2 separate regions of the Rattus norvegicus genome follow, and region 1 is linked to region 2. The links are chromatin contacts, called in public Hi-C maps. All regions are on one chromosome and are shown on one strand. The core of a region is the stretch at or near the end of the contact, and the rest is flanking DNA. Distances in the headings are between cores, read along the strand shown.

Region 1 (4,286 bases), core at 38-2,537, 120 kb before region 2:
TAATGCTCCACCTTGCAAGTGAATGCTTTTGGCTCATTGACAGAGTGCTTTCTTAGTGTGCCTGAGGCCTAAAGTTCAGTCCCCAGTACTGAAAGGAAAAAAAAATCAATGCTCTTAGCTGTTAAGAAAAATAACTCAGTTCCTTTTAATACTTGTGCTGACTTAAAAATATTTTGAAAGACATGTCTTCAGAGAGGTTCTCAGACTAGCCGTGGTGGCACCCACCTGTAATCCCAGCAGTCTGGAAGGCCTTTAGTTCAAGACCACCTGGGCTATAGTTACAGCAAGAGCTGGAATAAGAAAATAAACAAAAAGGTTATTGATTGTTTGCTGAGAAGCAAGCAGACTCCCCCACAGTGTGGCCTGGGGAATGTCCATTGCTCCAACAGAACCTAGGCCTTCTTCCGTTTCCTTGTCTCTAGATGCTTCCTCATTTTTATCTCTTTAAAGGGGGTTCTTCTGATTTATGTGCGTGTATATAGGTGAGTGTTGTGGCAGATGTGTGCTGGTGCCTCAGAATCCAGAAGGCTTCAGATCCCCTGGAGCTGGAGTTACAGGCAGTTGTGAACTCAGGTCCTCCTCGAGAGCAGTGAATTCTCTCAAACCCAAAGACATCCCTCCAGCCCCAGCGCCATTTTTATCTTTTCAAGTAGCTTTCTTTTGGCAATATTTTATATCAATTCCATCTAAAATGTTTTAAATCAATATAAAACGCCCTGTAAAGATTCATGCTAAGTTCCCTAAAACACTTTAGAAATTCCCTATATTTTCCTAAATTGTCACTTCATTAGAATGAGAACTCAGCTGAGGAAGTCTCAAATGCGCCCTCACAGTTGATTTCTCTTTCTTCTTCTCCCTAACCTGCCCTCCTAAGCCGGGCGGTATGAGTGATAATTTCTGAGTGATCACTCAGAGCCTGTATTCTTCCAGACCTTAAGAACAGTTAGGATGTTGACAATGAAAACAATCAGTTGAAGACAGAAATTTGCGTCCTGAACAAGCCAATAAAGGAGTTTTTCCTAAGATTGGGGGGGGGGGGTGGTGGATAACCAGTGTCTGGCTGCCCTTAGGAAATAGCCTTCCAGTGAGGTCTGACTCAGTTTTGATCATCTTCCCCTCCACTGCTATTGAATGAAAAGCCACGCTGGCAAGAGGCTGCCAGGCTTGTGACCTGCAGAGGGCGCTAGAATACCGTATTTTCTGAGCCAGTCCTTCCAGAAATAAGGAACTGGGAAACTGTCGAAGGGGGAAGGGGGAAGCCTAAAGCTTCTTAATGCTTCCAGCAGTCACACTGCTTGCAGTCTGGTAAACAGGCTGGGAATTGTGGGCAAGGCCTTTCGCTGCGCTTTGCACTAGTGTAGATCAGAGGACTCTGTCCGGACTCATTACTTTCATAGCCTGGAGCTAGTTCACACAGCAGCAGGAGTCCACCGAAGGGCTTTTAATTAATGAAATTGAAACTGGCGCTTAGAACTGTGGATTAGGAGTAGTCAGGTTTTTTTTGTTTTTTAAGTATTTCAAGTAATTTATAAAGCACTTACATAAATAGAAAGCTTTAAATGCTGATATTCCATAAAAAGTAAATAAAAATATTTTTATGCATTAAGACTTAATTAAGTGGCATGATTTCATGTCACAGATTTAAAACAGGGCAGGTGAGACCTGCCAACATTACTACAGCTGCGTTTTACATGAGGAAAGTAATTAAAATGGTTGTTTATGTCTTTTTCCACTTACAGGTATTTAGACTGCTCTGTATTACACCATATATTTTCCCAGCCATCGTATTATGGCAGTATATCTTAGCAGGCGATACCTTTGTTGTTTGTGGAAAGGTGAGGAGACATTTGTCAGACAAAACAGCTGTGTGTGCCACTGAGGCTGACAAGGACTTCTTCCTGCCAGAGGGGCCTTTTGTCTGTTCACATGCACCTCTTTTTCCCCTCTGAATAAAATTCAATTAATTTTCACAAGAACAGTTTTCCCTTCTATTGTCAGGAAGAAAAACAGAAGGCAAAAACATACTGATCATCTGGACCTCACCCTGTGTGAATGAGTCCTGTTTGAAGCTGCTCTGTTTCTCTTGTTCAGCTAGGAATGTGCTAACCTTACATCAGAGGACCCACCTGTGTGAAGTCGAGTGGCAGTTAGCAATGGGAATAGTGTCCTGACTTCCCACATCAGAGCTAGCCTTCAGTTCTCTGGATAGAACACAGACAGATCTATCACTGTGTACTTATTTACTGCCGTTATTTATGTTAACAGTCACAATGACATTATTACTTGATGAAGTTTTAACGACGTTCATAATTTTGTGCCCCAAGAGGCATCAGTTACCAAGTGAGGCTGAAATCTCAAAATCAAGCTGAGGTCCCAGCACTCTAAAACATTGAGTGTAATGTATAGTACAAGCTTGGTGAGTCCCGGGTGGAGGACAGGGGCATTTGCCATTCCTCCAGCACAATGGGACTTCTTTTCAGGCTTTCAGTCACACCTGTGAGTTGTCCTCTTGCTCGGACTGTGTGAGCAGCAGTTGAGGATTCTGAGGTGCACACAGTTACAGAGGGTGGGGTAGGACAGCCTCCATAGTCATTTAGCAATCAATCACCTATAGGAACAAGGCGCAAATTCTCCTCTGTACCTCTTCCCTAATAGCAGTATAGCAGTTGAGCTATTTCAAGTTGCTTCTGCTTGAGTCAGTCAACAGTATCAACATAGATACAGTTGGACAGCCCGTCACCCTGATCTTCCTTGGTTGTTCGTTCCAGCTGTAGCCTCACCATGCCTGTGCCCTGAGCCTGCAGCCCAGCTCTGTGGCAACACTTTATCTACTAGAAAGCTGTTGTTTCATGGAGCACCCTCTATGCACGACAATGTGCCACTCAAGTGCTCGAAACATGATTGCCAGGCTTACTTTTCCACCTACTTTTGAAGAAATTGCATCACTGTTCATTTTTTTAATCATCACCAACTAGAGAATGAGAGAACTTATGTTTTTTATTCCTCACTGAAATTAGCTCCCTAAAATGTCCAACTTCCGTTCCCATTCATAACTCCCAGATCTGAAATATGCCCCCATGTTCAAAAATTGTAATTCTGCTAAATGTAATTTTAAGGCCTGCACCAGTGAGATAGTCTCCTCCCCTAGCATTGAAATTGCTCGCCCGTGTTTCAGCACCACCTCCTTCACTTACAAGCAGCGAGCAGCAGCCTGGAGTTAGCTCTGCAGCTTCAGAATTCCCAGCTCTCTATTTCTCTCTGAGAAAGAGCAGTCTGAGGCAGAGGGCTGGCCAGATGACTTTCCAGGGGCCATGTTTAGACTGTTCTCACTAATGAAACCTGAACCAGGCTCAAGCATTCCTTCTCAGCAATCTGTGCCATTCCTCAGAGCTCACAGCACTTCAGTACAAACCACCAAATTCCATTTTAAATTCCACTGGCTGTTTTCTGCTCCTGAAGTTATCACCACACCGCTGCGAGGCTCCGCTCCTTTAGTTATTGTGGAAAGCTACAATGAATAGGTTAGCGAGAGTCAGTTCATACAGAAACATGGGAATTTGCATTGTTGACAAGAACTGCCACAGCTCCTCTCCATGCCGGGCTGTGGCAAATGTGTCCTCAGACCCCCACCATGCTCTTCTTGCAGCCATGCATGCTGAGAACTATTGGGTTGGGTCAGTGACGCAGTCCACACACGACTGCACGTGGGCAGCTCCATTCCTTAGCCAGCACTCTTCGTAAGCTGCTGACTTCTTCCCTCCTTTGCTGATGATATTGTAGAGGTGCCCAGCACGTGACCTCTGCCCCCCAGAAGTCTCCTGATGCCCTTAGTGAAGGACCGCTAAAAACATAGGAAAGCAGAAGTGACCGAGTGCTGAATTCTGTGTCCTTCTTAGGTTGGAATCAGTGTTCACACAGAGGGAAGTCTCACTGGAGCACTGGGGAAAATAGTTCTTGATCCAGAAAGTAAGCAATTACTGGACTTTCTTGTTATGTAACGAAAAGTGAAGTAAAAAACCTGACCTTCAGACGCATTTGCCGATATTGCCGGAGCAAATAGTCCCTAGATCTCAATGACAAGCATTTGGTGACTGTTCTTTTTGAACCCCAGACCTCATTTGAAGATGTCCTACTCATTATAGCCACTCAAGAACCTTGTCTGTGCCTGCAGTGGTAGCACATGTCCTTAAACCCAGCACTTGGAAGGTAGAAGCAAACAGATCTCTGTGAGTTCAAGGCCAGGCTGGTCCACAGGGCTAGTTCTAGGACAGCCAAAGTTACACAGA
Region 2 (4,427 bases), core at 1,915-4,414:
AAATAAAAACATTCACAAAAAAAAGACTAACAAACAAATAAATCTACTCCTTTTTAAGAAAAAAAATTGAAATGCAACAAAATAACCTCTAACACAGGTTTACATTTGACCACCTAAAAAGCCTGTATATTGAAAGATAAACTACAAACATAAACGTATGCTTCTGGCTGAAGGCAGAGGCAAAGTACTGAACTCAGGGCCTTGTGCATGCTAAGCACACCATTAGTCTGTACTCCCAAAGCCTTGCCTATATTAATATACAAAAGATCCAAGTGCTATCTTTTGTAGGTAACATGTATTACGTGCTTTGAGTTGGTTTTCCTCTTCCACTTTGCTTTTAGAGATAGGTGTCAAGTTCCTGACCAAGTCTCTTATGTCCGCATCCATCAATTTTGAAAGCTCTAGATCCCAGATCAGCAGGGCATGGCAGTACATGCCTATAAATCCAAGTAGCACTCAGGAAGATAAGCAGGAGGATCACAAATCCACACATAGCTAGCCTTGGCTACAGCAAGACTGATATTCATTCTCATCCCCATTCTCCTCCCCTCCCTCTCTGCACATGTATATACATGTCTACACAAATATATGTAGAAATATTTATGTATATGTGTGTCTGTAGTGGTTTGAATGAACCTGGACCCCATAAGCACATTTATTTGCATGTCTGGTTTTTAGTTAGGAGAACCATTAGGGAAGGATTTGGAGAACTGGAGGTGTTTCACTGGGGGCATGTTTTAAAGTTTCAAAGGTCCGGTCATTCCCAGTCAACTCTCTGCCTTGTGGTTGTCTCTACAGCTACTGCTGCAATGTCATGCCTGCTTGTCTGCTACTACGACACCTCCCAATAATAACTGTAAACCCCAATAAATCCTTTCTTCTGTAAGTTGTCTTGCTCAAAATGTTTTATTACAGCAATGTTTTATTACAGAAAAATAAGACAGTATTCTTTTATTCTATCTTTTGAGACACACATAGTACAAATTCATTATCTACAGTTACCCTAAAGTTCGATCATAGCACAATAAAACATTTTACTCTTATCTAGAGATAAACACTGGCCAGAGGAGCCATGATGAAAATCTCTCAGTAACTGTTTCCCAGTGTATACTGCTAGTAAACACAATAATGGACTTGCTAAAGCCATGGATATACATTTCCACAAATAATCCACTCCCAAAGGAGCTAGAGAGAGGAAAACAATACCCTGAAACAAGGGCACACTACAGTTTATGTCCCTTATAAGGGACAAATCAAAACTGGCGTAAATGAAAGGGTCTTTTGAATGTACAAATGAGTAAGTATTGTGGCAACTTCGACCTCATCCTTGGTTGATATTCCTTTCCCTCACGTGCAATCAATCCTCAGACTGTGTGTGTGGATATGCACTTCTGTCCTCCTACCTGTCTCCCTTCCCTTGTTAATGCTTATATCTAGACCTGCATCACAACCTTTTCTTAAGAAACTCCCAAGTTTGCTTCATTAAAAAAAGGAATGTTCTGAGTAGCTATGAAAGCCCCTTGTGACCCACACATGGTATTCATTCATCTGCCTTTCACTCAATAAAGGCTCATTTAAACACAGCTGAAACAGGTAACTACAATAGAGGTTGCTAGCTTGATCAAGTCCTTCAGTTTTCAGTTTTTTTTTTTTTTTTTTCATTTTTCTTTTTTTCAGAGCTGGGGACCGAACTCAGGGCCTTGCGCTTGCTAGGCAAGCGCTCTACCACTGAGCTAAATCCCCAACCCCCAGTTTTCAGTTCTTACCTTGAAATGCTAGTACACAGTTGACTGTTGATCCTTCCACATACTGTTCAGGCATAGGAGACCATAAAAATGTGTAATAGTCACGAGCAGTACTCCATCCAACCTAAAGGAGAAAAATTTAAGAAGGAATGTAACTAAACACCCTAATATTAGCTAGACACATCATTTTTATTACATCCTAAAGTTAAAATATGCACTTAAAATTTTAAAATCTTGAGTTGTTATCAGGGATGTCTAATTATGATTTATTAAACTGTTACCAAAAGCTACAGAAATTTACATAAACTGAATGAAATGTCCTATCATATATTCAAATGCAAAGTGCTACCTAGAAATACACACATGATAAAATACAAAATCTTCTGTTTATTATTTAAAATAATTATGTTACTATACCCTGTGGATTTCTGTGTGCACAGATGCATGTTTGTGCATAGAGAGGCCAGAGGTCAATGTTGAATGTCTTCCTCAACTGCTCTCTACCTTGTTTTATGAGACAGGGTCTCTCACTGACTCTGGACCTCACCAATTTGGCTGAATTAGGTGGCTAGCAAACTCTAGAGATCCTTCTCTCCACCTGCTCTATGTCAGGATTACAGACATGAAGACCCAGCTTTACAAGATGGGTGCTGTGGAGATTCAAATTCAAATCCTTATAGCCATTTACTGATGAAGCCACCTTCCTAGGCCCTCTATTATGTACTTTTAAATAACATTGTTTTATATCTCATACTAAGGACCTGGGATTTTTTGGGGGGAGGAGGTGTTTTGTTTTGTTTTATATAAGTACTCTCTTGTAACTGAAATCACTAATCTTTCATCTTTGGCAAGTTCTGCCTGAAAGCAATTTGTATATCTTGGTTGGGAAGAGTATTTACATTCTAAGAGATCATTATACCTCACCTATTAACATATTTTCATCTTGGATATATGCAAGGAAAGATGTTTAAAACACACTGAATGTGATTCATGAGTCTCATGAATAAACTCATGAGAAACGTTCTTATACAACCCAGTACCATATGCAATATACAATAAAGAAATTAAAATATATGTAACATTTTCAACTTAAATAGACATTACAGATCTCAAACTGTGTTTTGTAAACAGATTAACTATGTTAAATATTGACTATTAGAGGTAAGTTTAAAGCAAGTACACTGTTAGCAACATTACATAAAACTATACATCCATCAGTCTTAGATTGTATGTTCTATGATTTTTCTAGATTCGTGTGTGTGTGTGTGTGTGTGTGTGTGTGTGTGTGTGTGTTTGTATACACATGTACTCTTGTGCACACATACCACAAGACAACTTTTGGGAGTCAGTCCTCTTCCCTGGGGATCGCACTCTGGCTGCCTGCCCTGGTACTGAACAGAAGACACCCTTCATACTTTCTGAAACTCCATCTCCTTCCTTCCAACACTGGCACTGTGAGTGTTTAGTTGGGAAGAAGCATACTTGATAAAAAGACTGGGAAGAGAACAGGAAGAAAAGAAAAGGCTTTCCTTTGGCTACACTGAGAAAATTACAAAGTATCTGAAGAGACTTCTGCCAAGTGAGTGAAAGTGAAAGTAAAGAAACCTGGAGAAGATAGGAGTCGCACAGCCCGCTCTGCTCCACTTCACAGTGCATAATCCAGAAAATCCTTTGGGAGAACTCCAAAAACCCATTAGAAAAACAAGTACTCCAGGACAGCTACAATTCAAGAGTACCTCCACTGAAGACAAAGAGGCATTGTTTTCTAACAACCACAAGGCTCTTTTCCCCTGCTGGCTCAGGAGAGAGACCATTCTGTTGGGGATCAGGGAGGAGGTAGACATGGATCTAACATGCAGACATTTTGATGGACTGTGCATGTTTCTGCCTCACCTGACTTGGCACCAACAAAACCAGGACAATTTGGATGCCTAGGCACTGGGGATGGGGGTAGGGATGGGGGTGGGGACTGTTCTACTGACATGCAGTACCACAGACAGACACAAGAGGGAGAAAGAGTACAAACTCCTGAAACAAGCAGTATTTTTCAGTTGGGAAATTACACAACATAACACATACCAGTGAAAGATTGAAGGGAAACCCAGAGAACCTTTGGACAGGGTATATAGTGAACGTTTTTCCTGTACAAACAAGTCTGAAATGATTCAAAGAGGATACTACTTTGTGGAAATCACAAAATGGAAAAATTCTTCTGAAGAATGCAAGATCCAAAGGAAAAAAATAAATTTTAAGAAACTTCATTAAGCTAAAAGAAAATAACCTCAGGAAACAGAGTTCAATAAATTATCTGGGGCTGGAAAGATGACTCAGTGGCTAAGAGCACTGACTGCTCTTCCAGAGGTCCTGAGTTCAAATCCCAGCAACCACATGGTGGCTCACAACCATCTGTAATGAGAACTGATGCCCTCTTCTAGTGTGTCTGAGGAGAACTACAGTGTATTTGTATATAATAAATAAATAAATCTTTAAATAAATAAATTATCTGACCAACAACCCAAAAATAATCATTTAATAAAGTTCAATGTAACCCAATAATCAACTGTCCAAAAATAATGAAACAAAAAATAGCCACACTACTCTAGAGATAAAGAATACAGTAACTGAATTGAAAACTTCACAAGAGGGTTTCCACAACTGACTAAAACTGAATAAAGATTCTGC

The links. Hi-C and Micro-C count contacts between places; a contact is called where the count stands out from the background.
Region 1: a contact with region 2 is called in a Hi-C map of Schwann cells, with 8 times the contacts expected there. The contact joins two enhancer-like sites. A contact is called at or near these places in 4 of 12 Hi-C or Micro-C datasets (Schwann cells, frontal cortex, kidney and 1 more) and 1 of 1 datasets of contacts at active chromatin or transcription factors (oligodendrocytes).

The regions. Positions count from the first base shown.
Region 1 is chr4:83,281,337-83,285,622 of GRCr8, reverse strand. The region is part of intron 2 of Jazf1 (JAZF zinc finger 1); the gene reads left to right. Among named protein-coding and RNA genes, the nearest start is that of Tax1bp1, 130 kb to the right of the region's middle. Within about 2 kb of position 1,287, at least 10 of the 93 cell types and tissues checked have an H3K27ac peak or open chromatin away from gene starts, as enhancers often do.
Region 2 is chr4:83,162,673-83,167,099 of GRCr8, reverse strand. Tax1bp1 (Tax1 binding protein 1) reads right to left here. Exons shown (of 18, transcript NM_001004199.1): 3 at 1,767-1,869. Among named protein-coding and RNA genes, the nearest start is that of Tax1bp1, 12 kb to the right of the region's middle. Within about 2 kb of position 3,164, at least 55 of the 93 cell types and tissues checked have an H3K27ac peak or open chromatin away from gene starts, as enhancers often do.